Linked DNA regions of Mus musculus: regions 2, 3 and 4 are each linked to region 1. A link is a contact called in public HiCAR-type, HiChIP or PLAC-seq and promoter capture Hi-C data. All regions are on one chromosome and are shown on one strand. Each heading gives the region's core, a stretch centred on a gene start, on an enhancer-like site or on the middle of the called end of the contact. The rest is flanking DNA. Distances are from core to core; before and after follow the strand shown.

Evidence for each region. Promoter capture Hi-C pulls out the DNA fragments that hold promoters and counts their contacts. HiCAR-type assays count read pairs that join an accessible place to other places. HiChIP or PLAC-seq counts read pairs in DNA pulled down with a chosen protein or histone mark.
Region 2: a contact with region 1 is called in a promoter capture Hi-C map of liver, with 4 times the contacts expected there. The contact joins the promoter of 4931414P19Rik here to the promoter of Irf9 in region 1. A contact is called at or near these places in 2 of 39 promoter capture datasets (liver and pre-B cells).
Region 3: a contact with region 1 is called in an H3K27ac HiChIP or PLAC-seq map of embryonic stem cells, with 2.4 times the contacts expected there. The contact joins the enhancer-like site here to the promoter of Irf9 in region 1. A contact is called at or near these places in 6 of 39 promoter capture datasets (the 3T3-L1 cell line, cranial neural crest, embryonic stem cells and 2 more), 8 of 115 datasets of contacts at active chromatin or transcription factors (embryonic forebrain, embryonic hindbrain, embryonic midbrain and 2 more) and 4 of 9 other capture datasets (adipose tissue, embryonic stem cells, liver and 1 more).
Region 4: a contact with region 1 is called in a HiCAR-type map of astrocytes, with 4 times the contacts expected there. The contact joins the promoter of Cdh24 here to the promoter of Irf9 in region 1. A contact is called at or near these places in 5 of 39 promoter capture datasets (cranial neural crest, hippocampal neurons, liver and 2 more) and 3 of 115 datasets of contacts at active chromatin or transcription factors (astrocytes, memory CD8 T cells and microglia).

The regions. Positions count from the first base shown.
Region 1 is chr14:55,602,395-55,605,320 of GRCm38.p6, forward strand. Irf9 (interferon regulatory factor 9) reads left to right here and starts at 1,591. Exons shown (of 9, transcript NM_008394.3): 1 at 1,591-1,849; 2 at 2,658-2,838. The coding sequence starts at 2,659. It overlaps Rnf31 (ring finger protein 31), which reads left to right. Exons shown (of 21, transcript NM_194346.3): 19 at 209-305; 20 at 862-1,030; 21 at 1,138-1,280. The coding sequence ends at 1,191.
Region 2 is chr14:54,604,329-54,607,260 of GRCm38.p6, forward strand. 4931414P19Rik (RIKEN cDNA 4931414P19 gene) reads right to left here and starts at 1,580. Exons shown (of 7, transcript NM_028890.2): 1 at 1,475-1,580.
Region 3 is chr14:55,078,497-55,081,756 of GRCm38.p6, forward strand. All of the region lies in intron 1 of Zfhx2 (zinc finger homeobox 2), which reads right to left. Among named protein-coding and RNA genes, the nearest start is that of Zfhx2, 12 kb to the right of the region's middle. Within about 2 kb of position 1,290, at least 98 of the 459 cell types and tissues checked have an H3K27ac peak or open chromatin away from gene starts, as enhancers often do. A contact at or near this core is called in adipose tissue, embryonic forebrain, embryonic stem cells and 3 more, where this site is marked.
Region 4 is chr14:54,639,518-54,642,742 of GRCm38.p6, forward strand. Cdh24 (cadherin-like 24) reads right to left here and starts at 1,847. Exons shown (of 12, transcript NM_199470.2): 1 at 1,704-1,847; 2 at 1-144. The coding sequence starts at 27. It overlaps Acin1 (apoptotic chromatin condensation inducer 1), which reads right to left. Exons shown (of 19, transcript NM_023190.3): 19 at 2,644-3,225. The coding sequence ends at 3,211.

The DNA.
Region 1 (2,926 bases), core at 341-2,840:
CAGTCATAGCTACATAAATATACACACACACACAAACAGTATGTGATTATGGACCATATTCCACTTTTGTAAAAAGCAGGGCAGCAAGATCTTCATTGTGCCTTCATCAGTCATTGTGCCTCTGAAACCATCTCCAGCTGCTCCTGCTCAAGCAGGATGCCCTGGGCTCAGAGCCCCCTTCCAACACGTATTCCTTCCTTCCTCTTAGGGGGCTGCAGAGTGATGGAGCAGAAGGAGGTCCATAGTGGGTTCAGGGATGAAGCTTGCGGCAAGGAAACTCCACCTGGCTATGCCGGCCTATGTCAGTGAGTGCCTGCCAGCGCATGGAGCGTGGCATTGGGAGCAGGGCTAGGCTGCCCAGGCAGTAAGCTGAGGTCTCTGGGGCCATTTGGTCCTTCACACAGTAGGAGGGAGCAAGAGAGGGGGCCCCCTGGCCAAGTGTGCAGATGGGTAGTGGCAGGCAGCATAAGAGACTGACTGACACTGCCTGCAAGTTTAGCAGGCAGAGGGGCTAATGGTTTTGCTCAATAAGAATCCCAATGTGTCCAGGACGGCCAGGGCCATTTGCATAGAGCAACACTGTCTCAAAACAACAACAAAATCCCAGTGTGGTCCAGTGAGACAACTGTGTGTGTTGGAAAAGGTACTTAGTGCCGAGTAGGGGGACCAGAGTTCTGTCCCCCAAATCCACACGGTGAAAGGAGAAGACCAACTCACACGTTGCCCTCCATCTTGCATATGTTCACCGAGACAGGGAGTGCCAGTGAGTGCGTACAACATAACACAATAAAAACAAGGTGTTGGGCGCATGTGGTTAATATCAAACGGAAGAATAAATACTCTGCTCTCTCATCTCCCCAGGGCACACTACAAAGAGTATCTCGTGAGCCTCATCAATGCCCATTCACTGGACCCAGCTACCTTGTATGAAGTGGAGGAGCTGGAGACAGCCACTATTCGCTACCTACATTTAGCTCCTCAGCCCGCGGATGGAGAGGATCTGCCTGCTTACCAGGCCCGGCTATTACAGGTAAAGCTGTCACATCCAGCTTTTTCCCTGCCCTTCCAAAAGTCACCTGTGACAGCCTATTTTCTCCACTGCAGGTTTCCAATATCATTATCCTCTGTCCTTTGCAGAAGCTGAGAGAAGAGGTACCCTTGGGACAGAGTATTGCCCGCAGAAGAAAGTAGTAGCAGAGAGCCGGGTCCTGATGGGACTTCCTGACCCAGGCCTCAGCAGCAGTTCCAGCACCAATAAAGAGGCATCTTATGGCCTAGGCTTCTTGGTGGTCCTTCTTCCTGGCCTCAGCATCCCGGGGCATTAGGGAAAGGGAGGGGGGAGAGGGACAGAATCCTGTTGGAAGGGCAGCCTACCGTAATCCAACCACCCCTGGACTCCTTCCTGGCTGGGAAGATGTGAAACACCGCGGAGGAACAACAGAGACCCTCCACATCTAGCCACCTGGCTTGGGCTCAGCGTCCTCTTTTCCCATCATTGACTTCGGCTGCTCTGTGAGAATAACCTAACATTTACCAAGCAGACACGGTTGGGGAGCACACATCAGCCTCCGGGTCTGATCTGGAGATAACCTTCCTGGGAACCAGACACGGGGCGTAGTTCTGGGAGGAAGGAGGAGTCTCACAGAGCCACAGGCCCAAGGTGCTACTGCTGACTGAGGCTGCTTCCCTCTGGTGGTAACCGCTTGCCCTGCAACTCAGACCACGTGGTTTCTAGGAAATGCACCTCCCCGGAGGAGAATTGAAACTTAGGGTGGGGACTGTAGAAAGGGGAGGAGAGATCAGAAAAAGCCTAGAACCTGCTAAGCCTGGGACCTTTTCAGCGGCTCAGGTAAGAGCAACTCTGCGTCTGCGGCGGGGACCAACTGGGAGCGATGAGAGGGGGCTGGTGAGGGCTTCCAGAGCCCTGAGCTGCAGGGAGAGTCAGAGTGGCTTGTGAATCTGAAAGTAGATGTGGCCTGAGAGACTGATATCACAGGGCCAGACTGGCTGCCAACTTAACTGTTGAGGAAGGTCTACAAAGGCCTTAGTTGACCTTTGTTTTTCTTGCCTCAGGCCCTGCCCATTTCTTCAGCTCCGCCCTTGCCCCCAGCTGCTGCCCCACCTACCCCTCTAGCAAAGAGGGGTATGGTAAGGAGAAGGTCAGTAGGCTGGGGAGATAGATGCCTTAGGAGCAAATGTTGCCTCTGTAGATGCTTGGGAGCTAAAACTCTGCCACAAGGAACAAGTCATTAAGGGAATTCTCCTAAATAATACATGTCTGAAACACTTCAACTTATCAAGACCAAATGTCTGAGGTTTCCTTTCAGGTGTAATAACGAGGAATATTCAAAAGAAGTTTTAAGAAATAGTTTTTAACCTCTGGGGATGTTTCTAGAGAGAAAAGAACATGGAAGGGTCTTCAGGGAAGGGCTTCTGCGTGAAGCTGGCCCCGGTGGCCAGGGGTTTGCAAGTTGTTGGTTCTCCCTGGGCATGATGGCGGCACATATCTTTGATCCCAGCACTTCAGAGGCAGGTGGATCTCTTGAGTTTAAGTCCAGTTTGGTGTATACAGTGAGTCCCAGGCCAATCAGGATAACATAGTGAAGTCTGGTCTCGAAATGAAAAGAGTTCTCATATATCTTGCTTCCTCTTCCTAGGATGGCCTCAGGCAAAGTACGCTGCACCCGAAAGCTGCGGAGCTGGATCGTGGAGCAGGTGGAGAGTGGCCATTTCCCAGGGGTGTGCTGGGACGATGCAGCCAAGACCATGTTCCGGATTCCCTGGAAGCATGCAGGCAAGCAAGACTTCCGAGAGGACCAGGATGCTGCCATATTCAAGGTGAGAGTTCCTGAAGGCACCCCAAAGCACTTTTGTCTGTTTGGGGTTTGGATAAAGGAAATACTAGAAAGTAGAACCTGGGCTGGTG
Region 2 (2,932 bases), core at 330-2,829, 1.0 Mb before region 1:
TAGTGAAAACTTGCACTTTAATCTCCCGGTTACAACATTGTAACCGACCCTGATTGCCATCCACATACACTATAATGTTTTCACTCAAGTCTTTAAACACAGACTGGATTTGGGCAAATCCTGTCTAACTCTTAATAAGCCTGTCTCAGCATAGAACTCCCAAGGGAAGGGGGGCCTCTGCCCCAGGCAACAGTCCTTCAATGCACACACACTTTTCCAAAAATGTGACGATATGGGGGAAGCTTTGCATTCACAGAAAGCAAAATAACAATCACATTGTATTTCTTATCCCTCCTGGGTTTTGCGTTTGCCTCCTCTTGCCCCTACCCCAAGTACCCCTCCCAGGACCCCACCCCCACCCCCGTTCAGTAACTGGACTAGAATATTGTCTCACACACTTTCCCAGATGTGGAGTTTTCCAAACAAATCCCAACCAATAAAAGGTCACTTTGTCAAAATGCCAGGAGATTCCCTTCTGGTACCTCCCCCCAAAACTACTCATAAAGGCTAAAATATACACAGTTGCATGTTTAGGAAGGAAAACCAATAAAAAACCAAAAGCATTTAAAAAGTCACTAAAAGGCTCTGGACTACACACTCAGTCCCCGTCCCCCCCACTTCGTTTGCCAAACACACTGACTGCAGGCTTTGGGGCAATTATTTAATTATTCACTAATCTGATATAAAAAGAAGCAGAAAAGAAGGTAAATTCCAATAGGATGAAAGTTCTTAAGTATGCTAAGTGCAGGATTTCCTCTACGCTTTACTTTGCATTTGAAATCCTGTTTTGATCACATTTGGGAACACAGAGGGGAAAAAACATCCTAAGGTCTATTTTACACACATAAAATCAAATGAAAACACTTTAAAAATAAAATCCGATAACAGCACATATACACATACTTTACATAAATACAAAGAATAAACCACAAGATGAATCCATACGAAATGGTATGTTTTAAGTGTACATACACACAAATGTCCTCATGAAATTGTGTGTGCAAAACACTGTGAGAGAGCTTTCCCTTCTCTCCTGGGAAATGAGTGTCCCAATTAAAATAACCCAGTATATTTAATCTATTGGCCTGTCACACTCGCTGCTACATTGCTGCTACAGCACTTGGTTTTGGTTCTGAGTGAGTGTGTCTAAAATACATGCCAAAGGCTTTGTGAGGGCACCTCAAATCTCTCTGTTGCCTGTGGTAGAAATTCACATTATCGCTTTAACCCGATTAAAAACAAATCTATACTTCCCCAAGCGACTAAAATTTAAATCCTTCAACCACAAAATTTACCAATTCTTAAAATGTGATCCAAAAAGAAAAAAAAAATCTGTAAATTGGTCTGGGAACAGTTGCACACGGCTTCTCAACTTGGTATATTTTTAAACCTCGACCAGGAAAAAGAAAGAGAAAGAGAGACAGGAAAAGAAATGGGGAAAAGAGCAAATTCCCCTTAGCAACAGTTTCCTCACCCCAGCACTGCCACAGATCTCTATTTTTAAAAATTTGGAAAACGCACACAAGATGAAGGAGGAAAAAAAATGGAAAAAGGATACTCGAAGGTCGTATGGCTCTTTGTATTCGTGTGTGTGCAAAAAAGGAGGACTCGCGGAGCCGGAGCTCACAAGCCCCGCCCCTTCCCGGCCGCCCGCCCGGATTGGCCGCCGCCCGCCCCGCCCGCAAGCACACGCGCCGCACCCGAGGCGCCCGTCCGGGGGGCCCCCGAGGGCCGCGAGCTCCCGGACCTGGCCGATGCGCCCACTGCCCTTCCCTTTCTCCTCGCTGTCCGCTCATCTTTCCCGTCTCGTTCTCCCTCCCCGCCCCCCAAGCCAGGCTCAGAAGAACCACCCTGTGAGTGAGCGCCCTCTGACATTGCTAAGCTGGGAGAACTAGCGAACTTGGGACCTCTTAGGCTGATTGAGCGTCAGGTTTGGGGGGCGAGGCCCTCCAACCCTTGGTTTCCCAGGCCAGTGTCTCTGGGTCACACAAGTTGTCTAGCAGCCCACCTTTACATGAACATCTATGAGTGTAACGTTGTTCAAGTGAGAGGCTAAGTAGCCTTACACTTGGGGCTTGTTTTTGCACAGCCTGAGCCAGGCTCCCCTACTAGGCTAAAACCACATTCTGAAGAAACCAAAATGTCTCCCTCACACACCCTGCATGTAGACCATTGCTTAAACCTCGATTTTAAGCAGTCCATAAACCGGTCTCACTGCACCTTTTTATTATAAAACGTTTGCGCGAACACACACACACACACACACTAACATACATACATACATACGTGTGTGTGTGTGTGTGTGTGTGTGTGTGTGTGTGTGTGTGTATTTTTTCTTTTGGTGGGGGCACTCGCGTGCCGCAATGCAAAGTGTGGCAATTAGGGGACAACTTGTGCCAGGTGTGGTGGCGCATGCCTTTAATCCCAGCACTCGGGAGGCAGAGACAGGCGGATTTCTGAGTTCGAGGCCAGCCTGGTCTATAAAGTGAGTTCCAGGACAGCCAGGGCTATACAGAGAAACCCTGTCTCAGAAAAAAGAAAAAAAAAAAAAAAAAAAAAAAAAAGAATAGGGGACAACTTGCAGGAATTCTCTCCACCTAGAGGGTCTGAAGGATCAAACTCAAGTCCACAGGGGTTTGGCAGCCTTCACCAGTGTCTCTGCTGGACACTAAGTTCTCTTTCTCCCCCCCCCCTCTCCCTCTCCCTCTCCGTCTCTCTCTCTCTCACCTATTTATTTATGTTTTAATATCTGAAACCCATGACCCTTCTCAAGTCTTCTTTCTAGGACTTCCTGCCTTTTCCTCCTCACTCGAACCCCTGACCTATGAGTTTATAAAAGAAAATGAAAAGAACTCTAAAAATGGTGATGCATGCTTTAACCACATTAAAAGAAAAAGATGTGTTCCCGTTTCTTTTTCCCTCTTGTTCTGGA
Region 3 (3,260 bases), core at 40-2,539, 520 kb before region 1:
AGAGCAGCTCTCCCGTGGGCCTGGTCTCACAGGAGGGTAGAGGCAGAAGGCAGCCGCCACAGACCATGACATTACAGCTCAGAAGGAATTGGAGCGAAGGCGGCTGGTGTTCTGGAGGTGGGGGACAGTAGAGGAAAGGGCTGGGCCTCCGCAGAGCAGGCAGTGGCAGCCGTGTGATTAGAGCGGAGATTGATGTGAAGGGGCGCCACAGACCGCAGAGCGAGTCAATAAAACCGGAGGATCGCATTAGAGGCGACAGGGAGAGCTTTAAATTACAAGGCTGCTGCCACCACGGGGAATGGAAGGAGGGAGCCCTGGAGCCTAGGGAGGGCGGAGAGTTCTGAGGGTGCAGTCGCCCCGAAAGATGGATGGATCGACAGCTCTAAAGCGGCCCTCAGTCCTGGGAGCTCCCTCGTGGCCTTCCATTCTTCCCTCCCGTCCCAGCTCCTCACTAGGGTGAGGTGGAGAGGAAGGGATAAGGCAAGGCTGTGGAGAAACAGGCTTTTCGTTCTGGGAACTGTCTCCTTCCCCCTTCCGCCAGGTTTTCCTGTCTGCCTGTTACTCAAGAGAGGGAAGCCTGGGAGTGCTTTCAAGGCTCGACAGGAACTGCTGTCCCGCAAACAGAAGGCAGTCATAATTACTGACCTGAAGAGTAAGGCATATATGTACACACACACACACACACACACATATATCAGGAGGCAGAAACTGAAAGGCTTGAATTTGAGGTTCAGCATACAAGTGGAAGATCTTTAAGGTAGTCTTTGAGACCCTGTAGGATGGGAAACTGACAGACAACTAGAGAAGTCCTGGAGCCAGGGGGCAAGGGCAGAGCATGGAAATGGAGTTAGAGGCGCCACAGAATTTGAAGCCACGGTGGCCCAGGGTGTTTCCCTCCAAGCCCCACCTGGATCAGATTAGGAGAAGCACCACTGCCCCCTGCTGGTCACAGAGGGAACACCACCAAGCCCCAGCTCTGCAAACCGAATAAACAAAACCTGCCCCCCTCCATTTCCTCAGGCCCAGTGAAGGGCAAAAGATTTTGTGGCAACAGCTTGGGCACCAAGACTCTACCAGCCCTGAGCTTTACATCTTCAAGTGTAAGAGACCAAAGTCATGCTGGCCCGGGCCCTCACCAGCACTCAACCTTGCTTATCCAGACTACTTCCTCACGTGGAAACCTGGGAGTAATGGGGTGAGGGCCATAAGGGCAATCAATATACAGAGTGCATGGCCTGGGTGTCAGTGAGGGCCATGCTCTACCCCCTGCTTGGCCATCCCCTCCCTCGGGGCAGAGCACAGTGTTTGGAAGGAGGCTGGCATTCCTCCTGCTCCGCCTCTCAATGGGGCCAGGTTCACACCTAGTCCTCCCACCATTTACTGCTTTGCTTGGCGATTATCCCTCTTTGCCCCTCCTCTAAAGCCCAGGCTGGCAGTAGATTACCCATGATCCTCCTGCCTCAGCTGATAGGTCGAGATTCCCTAGGAGGTTGGCAGAACTCAAGCCTTACTTACTTGGCCTTGGTTTATTGTTCTGCTGCTGGCGATTGAACCGGGGGTCTTGCATATGCTGGACGAGGCTTTACCTCTGAGCTCCTCACTCAGCTCTTGGCTGCTGGGTCTGGAGACACTCATCACCTCAGAGCAAAAGGAGGATGTTTCCCCGGCTCACACGCAGGCTAGGGAAGCAGCTAATACTGAGCCCAAACTGGTATGGCCTCCCCCTGCAGCATTTACATTCCCTTTGGATCTGGAGTCACAGGCAGTTGTGAATCACTAGACATGGGTGCTGGGAACTGGGACCTCACAAGAGCAGTAAGTGATCTCAACGGGCCGGGCAATCCCAGCACTTGGGAGGCAGAGGCAGGTGGATGTCTGAGTTCGAGGCCAACCTGGTCTACAAAGTGAGTTCCAGGACAGCCAAGGCTACACAGAGAAACCCTGTCTCGAAAAACCAAAAAAAAAAAAAAAAAAAAGTGATCTCAATGGCTGAGCCATTTCCCCCGCCCCCCTTTTCCCCTTTGAGACTCGGTCTCATAATGTAGCCCTGGTAAGTCTAGAACTCTCTCTGAAGACCAGGTTTGTCTTTGAACTCAAAGTGATCCTCCTGCCTCTGCAGCCCTAGTACTGGAATTAAAGGTGTGTGCTACCATATCCAAACAGTCCTTTGATCTTATTTTTTTTTTTAAGAAAATATCGATCTTCTAAAAATAATTTTTATTTACTCTGTGTGTGTATGCAGCACACAGGCACTCATTGTGGGTCAACAGGCTTGGGCACAGGTCCTGTGCCTTTATGGACCGAACCATACTACTTTCTGGTCCCTCTAGTGCTTTGAGATGGGATCTGACGAAGCTGCTTAGGATGGCCTTGAACTCTGGAGCCCAAGCAAACCAAAACACCTGTGCTACACCCACTTTAGCCTTCCAAGTGTCGAAGATGACAGGCCGGTGCCATTAGGCCCAGATTCCCTTACATTTAAAATAATAATAATAGTAATAATAATAATTCTCTCTCTCTCTCTCTCTCTCTCACACACACACACACACACACACAATCTTACCTTGAGTTTAAAAGGAAAATTGCAATGCACTATCCCAGAGTCCATTTTGATTCTACCTCTCCTACTGACCTCTCTCCATCCTCATGAATATTTAGGAAGTGCTTACTTTGTGTAAGATTAATTTTGTGAGCACTGAGGAAAGTGAAATAAGCAAGCAGAAGAAATGCCACAGAGGACAAAGAGAGAGACAGTTAAGGCTGGGAAAGAAGGGGCCCAGGAGTGAGGAGGAGCCGGCAATGGATCGTGATTTGCATATGTAAATACTACAGTCTTGCAGGCTGGGTGGTTCGACGTCCCTAGAGAGAGGAAGACTACCAGGAGGCTATTTTATTCCTTGCAAGATGCTTAAGGTGGACTTGAGGGGACCCGGTAGGTTGTGAGGAGAAAAAGGGAAGACTCAGAGAAAGATGGAGGTGGGTGGTAAGGAGCTGGGTGAAGCCACACACACTAATATGCGTATGGGTTTCTAGGCATGTTCACTGCTAGCAGAGGTGGGTGTCCATCACTGAGTTCAAGGACAAACCTGGTCTTCAGAGTTTTAGACTTATCAGGGCTACATGATGAGACCAGAGCATCCTGCCCAGGCATTTTGTTTGATGACTAGACATTAGATGTCCGAGGGTGGTAGCATAAGACTGCTTTGGTTAAATAGGAGTGTTTAACCATTTTAAAAAACTACTTATTATATATATGTGTG
Region 4 (3,225 bases), core at 597-3,096, 960 kb before region 1:
CAGCAGGAGCCTCACAAGGCCCCACATGTTTGTAATCCAGCCAGGGCTCTTGTTCACTGGCCCCAGGTGCCGAGGCTGGGCAGGGCCAGGTGGCCCATGAGCTGGCTGGGGAAGACGCGTTGAGGCTACCCCATGGATCCACACCTGTAGGACAGGTAGCTGCTCAGGATCAAGGAAAGCCTGAATCGTACTCTTCTCCCGAATTAGATACCGAAGCCCAGCTCTCTAAGAAACCAGACACCCCACTGCCCAGAACCCAGTCCAAGACAGACAGCCTGAGCCTTCCTCCCAGGCTCTGCCTGGATCCACCTCCAGCCCCTCCAAGCCCATAAATCTCAGGTCGGCCAACTCTGGAAAGCTGTCAGGGAAAAGGAGAGGAGAATGCTGAAGGGACTTGGAATTTCAAATCTTGTTCCTTTTCTAGCCTGGGCACACAGCTAGGGGACTAGAAAAGGTAGATGGACCGACAGAAAGGGCTTAAAACTGAGAGGTTGGTATTCATCAACACACAGCCTTCCTTATCCAGAGGGTCAGGCTCAAAGACAAGGAGTGAGTGCAGCTTGAGTCGGGCTGGACTCAGGAAAGCCTCCCCTGCCCCTGAGGAACCCCACGTCTCCAGACTGTCTCCAGCCCATTCTGCCAGTCTCGGTCTTTAAGGGGAATTGGTCTAAGGGAACAGAGTGGGGCTACATCTGGAAGAATTGGGAACAGGGCTGCAGGCAGTGCAGGGGGACCAAGAGAGGTGAAGTGGAGGCTGACCCAGGGGCCAGAGACAGCGTGATTGAAGGCTTGGGGCCAAGAATCTGGGAGGGTCTGGCAGATGGGGAAGACCAGATGAGAAACAGACAGACCACGGAGAGAGAAGGGCAGCAAGAGAGAAAAGCAAAGACATCAGGGAAGCAGCCTGAGTGTCTGAAAGGCAGAGAGGAGTCCTGGGTACCAGGCTTGGGAACTGGTAGGGGCAGGTGAACCTTTCTCTCTCTCTCTCTCTCTCTCTCTCTCTCTCTCTCTCTCTCTCTCTCTCTCTCTCTCTCTCTCTCTCTCTCTCTCTCTCTCTCTCTCTCTGTGTGTGTGTGTATGTGTGTGTGTGTGTGAGATCAGGCCTCGGAACTTCATTCTGGTAGAGTAAGCTACTAGGAGCAGTAGAGGTAGGGAGGGGCTGCGGGAAAGGAGGTGGAGAGAGAGGACCCTTCCCATTTCTCTCCCTCCTCCTGAAGGGGCCCATGGTCAGGTAGCTGTGCCCCTCCTCCTTCCCCAGAGCAGACACACACCTGACAGGCCGTTTGCTCCCCAGAGAAAAGAAGCCAGAGGGCAGCAGGGGACCAGAGAGGTAGGCGGGACGAAGAGGAGAGAAGGAAGGAAACGGAGGAGTGGGGAAACAGGATAGCAGGAGGGAACGAGGAGAGGAGAGGAAAGGAGAGGGAGGTAATGAGAGAGAGGAAAGGAGAGCGGGAAAAGAGGAGAAAGGTAAAGGAAGAAAAAGGCAGAAGAGGTGGGAAGAGACAGGGCAAGAGGGAGAGAGAAGGGGCAGAGAGGCGGAAGGGTGAAGAAAAATCGGGAGGCAAAGGGAGAGAGGTGTGTGAGATGGGAGAGAGCAGAGCGCGGGAGAACCGAGCCGGCACGGCTCTCAGCCAGAGCGCACCGCAAGCTGCGGACCCCCCGCTGCCCCCGCGAGGATTCCCGACCCGGGCAGGCGCCCTTACCTGGCACTACCGAGGGGCCCGGGACCGCGAACAGCGCCCCGCCCGCCTCCGTCGCTGGCTCCCGGGGGCACAGCCCCAAGCCGATCCAAGCCGGCGCCGCGGCTCCGCTGCAGGTCTGAGCGGCCCCGGCGAGAACAAGGGAGCGAGACGGAGGGGGCGGGGGAAGGAGGCTCCGCCTGCCGAGGAGAGGCGGCTCGCGCGGGAGAGGAGAGCCCTGCCTCCGACCCTCCCCAGCCAGTCCCCGCCCCCGCGGCTCCCGGGCTGCTGGGCGCATACAGATGCGGGGCCCCTCCCGGGCCAGCCCGCAGCACGGCAAGGTACAGGGGTAGCACGGCTAGGCTATTATTCCCAGGGCCTGGCGGAGGAGACTCAACACGATCGGCCAGCACAGCACCTGCGGAGGCACACCGTGAGGCGGGGCGCTGGGAGAGCACTGCGGGAGACCCGGCTTCACGTTCTGGATTCGGGTGCGGCTGCGAGGCTACCGACTCAGGACCTTGTGCGGGTCACGACGGCGAGTTCAGTCAGCTAGGGTGAACTTCAGGATGGCAGGGGAAGCAGGAGTCTAGGGAGCTCGCCAGGGACAGGGGAAAGATAACGGTGGGCAGTGAGAACCTTTTTTGGGGAAGCTCTTTGCAAGATCTAAAGAGTGTGTGCACCCCCTGGTGGCAGTTGTGGGAAGCACCTTGAAGGGCGACCAAATGCCTAATTGTGCAGGGGGACCGGGAGGCCGACCCTGCCGGCTGTTGGGGTACTGCAAAAGAAACAGGCCACCCTATTTCCCAGAGTAAAAAGACATACAGCTTTGGACTGATTAGAGACAAAGTGGGGATGAAGGTTCCCGAGGAAGGCCGCTGCCCCAGAAGAACGCAGATGCCCACCGTCACAGCCATTCACCTTCCCCTTTCACCCAAACTCTTCCCAAGGAAAGGCACTCAAATGCTAGTCAAAACTAAGTCAGATTTTTATTTTTCCATAGACCACATCATTTAATAATAAAAAAAATAAAAATAAAAATTGAACAAAAGGAAAAGGTGGCTATAAAGTGGAACCAGCGGGCAAGAGACTGCAGGCCAGAGAACAGGGGACTGCAGGGGCCTGGGACTCAGGAGAGGCTGATTCAGCTCATAGGTGACCCAGTCCTGGCCCCAGCTGTCCCCAAAAGGCTGAGTACCAAGGGAGGCGGAACGCAGGATGGAGGGAAAATGAGCGTGGGACACTGGTTATTCCCACGTACGGCCACATCTTCCCTTCATAGCCTAGCTCTTCCCTCTCAGACTTAACAGGAAGAAAGGAGAGGGCCAAGTTCCAAGAGTTAGGTTGGGGAACAGGGAGATTGCCACTGCTCCATTTGATATGAGGGGACGTGTGGCAGTTATAGTTCAGCACTGAGCAATGGTGTGAGACCCTTGGTTCCAGGGTGGTGGTGACTGTACCTATCCCTCTGTGGCCTTTGACCTCCCAGGACCAAGTGGCAGGTACCTGCAGCTCTCTAGTGTTTTCTTGGCTAGCGGCGCCCACC